Regions from separate parts of the Sus scrofa genome. Here region 2 is linked to region 1. A link is a contact called in public HiChIP or PLAC-seq data. All regions are on one chromosome and are shown on one strand. Each heading gives the region's core, a stretch centred on a gene start, on an enhancer-like site or on the middle of the called end of the contact. The rest is flanking DNA. Distances are from core to core; before and after follow the strand shown.

What was found. HiChIP or PLAC-seq counts read pairs in DNA pulled down with a chosen protein or histone mark.
Region 2: a contact with region 1 is called in an H3K27ac HiChIP or PLAC-seq map of alveolar macrophages. The contact joins the promoter of ALG5 here to the promoter of SPG20 in region 1. A contact is called at or near these places in 3 of 5 promoter capture datasets (fetal liver, fetal skeletal muscle and liver) and 2 of 2 datasets of contacts at active chromatin or transcription factors (alveolar macrophages and skeletal muscle).

The regions. Positions count from the first base shown.
Region 1 is chr11:12,344,069-12,347,527 of Sscrofa11.1, forward strand. SPG20 (spartin) reads right to left here and starts at 2,158. Exons shown (of 11, transcript XM_021065568.1): 1 at 1,980-2,158. The coding sequence starts at 1,986. LOC110255803 (a long non-coding RNA gene) reads left to right here. Exons shown (of 5, transcript XR_002336656.1): 1 at 1-1,247; 2 at 3,033-3,328.
Region 2 is chr11:12,814,057-12,817,756 of Sscrofa11.1, forward strand. It overlaps ALG5 (ALG5, dolichyl-phosphate beta-glucosyltransferase), which reads right to left and starts at 1,913. Exons shown (of 10, transcript NM_001244320.2): 1 at 1,821-1,913. The coding sequence starts at 1,886. EXOSC8 (exosome complex component RRP43) reads left to right here and starts at 3,025. Exons shown (of 11, transcript XM_021065264.1): 1 at 3,025-3,090. The coding sequence starts at 3,074.

The sequences.
Region 1 (3,459 bases), core at 908-3,407:
GGATGGTGACTTAAAAACAAAGAAAAAACCCACAATATCTATCTTATCCTAACCATAATAAAGTGTTTATCAAATATCTTGTAAAGATAGTAACCATTATTACATGATTTCACGCTTTAATTTTTAAAGTTGACAACAGAAAGTCTTTGAAATGACAATTTGAAGTATTAAAAAGTACCTACACCACTATAATCACCTTAAATCACAAAAACCTGATTCCAGATACCAAACGCACAGTTTTTAAACGTTCTAATAAAAGAAGTAAAATGTATTTGTTTCAAACATAACCGTGTGTGCGTGCGAACGCACTTTAAAAAATACTGAGCAAAGGTAAAATTCTGAACCAAACACTTGGCAACTTAGTTCAATACCATAAATAATAACAATCATGCTACCGGGCATTATCATAAGTAGTTTTTAACAACACAGACTTTTATCATCCTAGAAGGAGGAGCAAAAGGTATTCTAAAGCCCGCCTATCTGGCCCTTTACAAAAAAAAAAAAAAAAAAAAAAAGAAAGAAAAAGCAAAAGCAAGAGGTAATTTCCCTCCAACACCTCTATGTAACTGTCACTGCCTCCCGTAGCATCCCACCCTATTCTGGCTTGCTAGAGGAACTATGCACAGTGACATTTCAGAAAACCCCAGAGGTAAGAGACAACACCTGTAAGAGAAAAGCTTCCTGTTTCAAACAGGTTTCATATAAAGTTACCAAACGAGGTCCGTTACTGTAAAAGAGAGAGAATCAAAAAATAGCTCCATTTATAATCGGGGACATTCTTAAGGTGCCCTTTCGCCTTTCCGTTTGTTCTGCTTTTGAAAATTTCAAAGAAAACTGTTGAATTCCTAAGTACCTAGGGCCCGTATTTCACAGGCAACAACAATCTGGACGGCACACTCATTCAATTAACAACACAATAAAGCGAATACCGAGTGACCTCCAGACAAAGAGTAAAGCAGTTAATTACAACTACAGAGCGGAAAACTGGGCCAATCCTAGAGTAACGCAATAATGCCGAGTCACGAAACTGCGCACTCCCAGCGAAACTTTTCCTAGACACAGAGTAAATCGGAGGCAACCTCTGCAGTGCTCAGCCCCTAACAAACGTGAACGACCGTATTCGAAAGAGTAAAATCGCGCGCTATCCATTCCCGAAGTTGTTGACCTTTCTGTAACGAAAGGCTGCCGAACTTCCACGAAAGCTGGAAGCGCTAGGAGAGGCTGAATAATCGCTGCGGTTTTCCAAGGTAGGGAAAACAGCGGGGGCAGAACAGCAGAAAGGGTCAACACAGAAGCTCAGGTAGGAGGACGCAGATCCACGGGGAAGGCAGCGCTCTCCATCCCAACAGTAAATAGGAAGCGGGGCGGTGGGGGGGGGGGCGTCCTACGGAGCTGACGGTTCCGTAAATACAGAAGCTGGGGGCTGACAACGAACAGCTTAAACTAGTCTCTCCCACAGTAGCTCCCTTCCACGAAAGTTTCATCTGAGACTTGGATGAGGTCCCGCAGCCTTCTCCGCCCTTCTGGGCCCTCCAGCCCGCGGGCCCTGGGCGCTCCCGCCACCCGCCCGCCTTGGGGTCCCGCTCAGCGGCGACTTCCTCCCGCCGGCCGCCGCCCACCTGTGCCTGACAGGCCTCGGGCGCCTCGGCGCCGCCAGCAGAGTTCCCCGCCTGGCGGCCGCAGCCCACGGCCCTCTCCCTCCGACGCGGCGCGGCCGCCAAGCGATCTGCGGAGTTGCCCAAAGTTCTCGGCGCCCCGCAGGCGCGCGCCCGCACGCCCGCACTGACAAAGCGTTCGGAGCCGCGCGCTGCGGAGCGCGCCACGTCACGCGCCCGCGCCGCCCCGCCCGCCGGCTCCCGCGTGACCTGAGCGCGAGCGCACGGCCCCCGCAGCTGGGCCTTCACGTGACGCCCACTGGGGCCTCTGCCCCTGGGGCCTGTCACCGCGTGCCCCCGCCCCCAAGTTCTGTCCACTCTGACCTTCCATGTGGTCTCTGGGGAGACGTCAGTCCACCTCGAACCCCAGAGTCACTGTAAAACTCCGAGAGGAGAAAAGAGCGAGGGCAGCAGGCCCGGGGAGAACCACGTGAGCCAGCGGGCTCAGCGCGGACCCCAACCAGGGTCTCCCGGCCACGTCGACAGCCCTCGCGCTTGCGCAATGTCTTTCCTTCCCCGACCCCAGGCTGCAGGAGGGACAGGGCGAGAGTGGTGGGCGGAGAGCGCTGTGGCGGCTAGGGGGAGCCTTGAGGGCCGGAAGGCTAAAAAATATTAAATTCCTGACGCCTAAGGATAAATAGCAAGTGGCTAATACCATTTATGATTATGGGAAGCTAAAAGGGGAAAATCAAAGTGTACATATTCTCCGTTTCTTCTAAAGTTATTTGAAATTAGTAAAATACTATAGATGTGTGGACAGGCATGTAGCCTGCTTTTCCAGTTCTGCAAGAATCAAGCCAGCGCCCACAAGAGCCCGGAGAGGATCCAGTTCAGAACGGAGAAAAACGCAAAGTGGTTTGCGCTTTGGCTACTGGCCCTAGGTAGTTAATATGCATAGCTAAGGAATAATGAGCTCAGACTCATCTATCATCTCATACATAGAAAAGCACTAACATCAGAAACTTTAAATGTCTTTTCTTTGTGCTTAGCAGTAATCTTTTGATATTCTATTGTTTTTAAATTAAAAACAAAAACAAACAAAAAAAACAAGCTCAGGAGTTCCATTGTGGCTCAGTGGAAACCAATCTGACTAGCATCCATGAGGACGCAGGTTTGATACCTCGTCTTGCTCAGTGGGTTAAGGATCCTGTGTTGCCATGACCTTCAGAGTAGGTCGCAGATGTGCCTTGGATCTGTATTGCTGTGGCTGTGGTGTAGGCTGGCAGCTGCAGCTCCGATTCAACTCCTAGCCTAGGAACTTCCATATGCCACCAGATATAGCCCGAAAAAGACCAAAAAAAAAAAAAAAAAAAGAAAATACAACCTACAGACTATGAGAATGTATTTTCAAATCACCACATTTTACTTGTATTTCAGATATATAAAGAACAGGAGTTCTTGCTGTGGCACAAAGGGATCAACTGCGGCTTGGGAGCCCTGAAATGCAGGTGTGATCCTGGTGCAGCACAGTAGGTTAAAAATCCAGTGTTGCCACAGCTGCGGCTTAAGTTGCACCTGTGGCTCCCATCTGATCCCTGGCCCAGGAACTCCATATGCTGTGGGGTGGCCAAAAAGAAGAAGGAAAACAAAACAGCAACAACAACAACTATATGTGTGTGTGTGTGTGTGTGTGTGTGTGTGTGTGTATCCCTTAAAACCTAATAATTAACAAGGTAATTAATCTAATTTTATATTAATTATAATATAATAATTATAGTATATATACAGGCAAAGAATTTGAAAAGACATTTCTCCAAAAATATAATAATGGTTCAGAAAGCAGATGAAAAGATTCTCAATGTCA
Region 2 (3,700 bases), core at 663-3,162, 470 kb after region 1:
GCTCTTCTAACCACTTCAAGCCAATAGAACAAATACTTCCAGGACATGGGTGTATGTGTATATCCAGACAAAACTATAATTCAAAAAGATACATGCACCCCTATGTTCATAGCAGCACTATTCACAATAGCCAAGACATGGAAACAACCTAAATGTCCATTGATGGATGAATGGATTAAGAAGATGTGGTACATATATACAATGGAATACTACTCAGCCATAAAAAGGAATGAAATAATATCATTTACAGCAACATGGATGCAACTAGAAATTATCATACTAAGTCAGAATGAGAAAGATAAATACCATATAATATCACCAATATGTAGAATCTAAAACATGGCACACATGAACCGATCTATAAAACAGAAACAGACTCACAGACTTAGAGAACAGACTTGTGGTTGCCAAGGAGGAGGGAGAGGGAGTGGGATGGACTGGGAGTTTAGGGTTAGAGACAGAAACTATTACATTTAGAACGGATAAGCAATGAGGTCCTACTGTATAGCACAGGGAACTATATCCAGTCTCTTGGGATAGACCATGATGGAAGATAATATAAGAAAAGGAATATATATATATATAAATATATTACATATATATATGACTGGGTCACTCTGCTGTACAGCAGAAATAGGCACAACATTGTAAATCAACTATACTTTAATAAAATAAAGTGTTTTTTTTAAAGTATTTCCAAGACAATCTCATAACATACACATTTAAATACGTGCAAGAGTCAACATTAGGCAGATTCAATTTAGGATTCTGTCAAACTCTGCCCCATCCTAAAGCTAACCTCCCCCGACTCCCCAAATGTCCATATACTAAGGGCAAAGAGGATTCCTTTCCCACCCAAACACACAAACACTGAAGAAGTCAGGATATATTGCTGTTTCTCTAAACTACTTTTAAGCTGTAAAATTCTGGCAAGATGGCAAAGTGGCCTTCCTAGCAATGCTATCTAGGCTGCCAACTTCAAAGTCAAGGAAGCAGGAACCTCTCCATTCACTAACTAGGTGCCAGAGAGTTGGGGCGGGGTGGTAGAGTAATTCACTTGACGCTTTTTCTACTCCATTTACTAACTAGATGACAGACCCATTCCAAAACACATGGGAGAAAGTTCACTTGGCAACTTTTCTACTACTTTTGGATCAGCAAGTGTTACAATGATTCTGTGTTTCCACCGTAATGGCAAAGAAAATCCGAGCTTAAGTTCTACTGTGTTGCCTCATTTAGAGGCAGCAAACTTAAGGTGTTGAATTCTGGGACATATTGACCCCCAGCATATGGTAACACTGGCCTTGTCTAGGTATTCCTGTGACCCCAGTGGGTCTCCTTAATGCACGAGTCTAACCAATCCCGTAACAGATGGCACTTGTCAGTGCTGCCACCACTTTCTATTTCCTTATCTACATCGGGAAGGGAGAGCCTGCAAAGCAAACATCTGGGGGCTCAAGACCTCCCTGGTGGGGCCAGAACTGCAGCGACTGCAAGGCCGGGAGGAAATGCTGGAGAGGTCGGGACAGACGCGGCGGGCGGCAGAGGGTCCGGAGACTAGGGGGCGAAAGAAGACAGGGTGGGCATGGCCCAGTGAACCCAAGTTCTAGGCTCTGGACACGCAGGGAAATAAAGCTCCAAGATAAAAATAAAGAACGTTAGAAAGATGCGTAAAATTCTAGCAGAAGAAATTCTGGGGTCGGAGCTTAGGTGAAGCATGGTTCAAGGGACACGTCGAAGAACCGGCAGTGCGGAGGAGAGGATGCCTGGGGGCCGAGTCTCCACCCGCACCCGCGTCGGTCCCCAACCCCTCTCCTCACCAGAATTAGGGCTGCGGCCGCCAGCCCCGCGCCAAGCACGGCCAACTGCAGCAGGAGCGGAACCATACTCCATGCCCAGAGGCCGCCGCCGCCCGCCCTCTGCAGCGCCTACACACACGCGGAAGTGCAGCCGCGGGCCCCGCCTCCCGCCCGCAGAGAGGCCGCGCCGGTCGGGCGCCCGCCGCCCACAGCGCCGCCGCGCGGCGAGGCGAGGAATACTTAGCGGTGTGAGAGACGCTCAGTCCTTGCGAGGGGCAGGCGCTCACTCAGTTCCACAGTAGCAGGGTTGCCAGATTTAACAAATAAAAGTACAGGATATCCATTTAATTTGAATTTCAGATAAGCAACGAATCGTTTTATTTAACAGCATTATTAAAATACAACTCACATACCATACAATCCACACATTAATTTTTTCAAACTCTGATAATGTAAAACATAAAATTTGGCACTCTATACACTTTACGTGTACACTACAACGACATTAATTGCATTTACAATTTCTTTCAACCATCGTCACTATTTCTAAAACTTTCCCAGTTATTCCCCAGCTTCTGGTAGCAACTAATCAAGTGAAAATTTTTTCTTGTACCCACAGTAACAAACTACTCTTTATCTGACATTCAAATTGAGTTGGATGCCCTGTATTTTATCTGGCAACCCTATCTAAGAGGGAGGTGTAGGTCTTGAACCATGACACAGTCTACAACAAAACTGCTCCTTTGGAGCCCGGTCAGGTTGCTTGGTGCGGATAAGGAGCGAGCAGAAAATTTAGGTGATTCTTCCGTGCTGGAGCAGGGAGGACTTTACCTGGGAGGAGGCAAGCCCAGGGCCCAGTCAAGAAGGGGGCGGGAAAAGGATGCTGAAACACTGGAGTAATGCTCCACACTCAAATACTTGATCCTCTGATGTAAGGTAGGTTTTCTCCTGAGTCTTGAACTACCACAGTTTCTAAACAGACACTGGTCACTTCTCTAATAGCCGATTCGTCAAAACACGCCAAAAGCAAGGAAACCTTGAAGGGCGTCTGGCTAGTGGCGGTCGAAGGGAAGGCATGCAGGAAACAATCCCCGCCCCGCCTGGCTTAGCTCTCCCCCATTGTACTCTGCCTTCCAGATACCAGGCAGCAGAAAGGCACAAACAAACATCAGTGTTGAAAGTGCCGCGGCGGAGCAGCTGCGCGGGCCAGAGGTGAGGCGATACCCAGGCGCAGGCGCAGGCGCAGGCGCAGGCGCAGGCGCGCGGGCGGGAAGATGGCGGCCGGGTTCAAGTGAGTGTGGCTGCACGGCGGGCGGGAGTTCGTATCCTAGCGGATTGCAGCTTCATTTACTCTTTAGGTGGGATTTTTCTCACCGAGAGACCATCCCACCGGACGCCCACTTCCTTCCATCACGGAAGTAGGCGACGGGCGGGAGGACTGGAGGGGGTCGTAGTGAAAGGAACGGGGGCGTCCTCCCCCAGTGAGGCTGTGCTGGAAGGACTGTGTGGCGTTGCAAGCGCTGCAAGCGCTGCAAGCGCTCTGGCTTGGTGTGTAGCGACATGCAGCCCAGGAGACGTTGGGAATCTCCTAAAAAGTGTTCCGCCCGGGCCACATGCCACCCTGCTCTCTCTCTCTCTCAGTCTTCCGTAGTTTACTTTTGAAAGCTTTTGTGCCTTACTCGGAAGGTTTTAGGTGTTTTTAGTGCCACTCTGGAGAAGCCTATACATTTTTCTTTTCAGAGTCTAGTTTTAAGTGGATAAAAGAAATGGAATTCCAAAGAAAACCAATTATATTGAAACAGTTGTCTATTTGTATATAAACTCCAAGTTTATGGCATAGTGAGATAGATCTGTTTTAGAATTAACTTTCTTAAACAGGGTTTAGTGGGGAGTCTAGTATT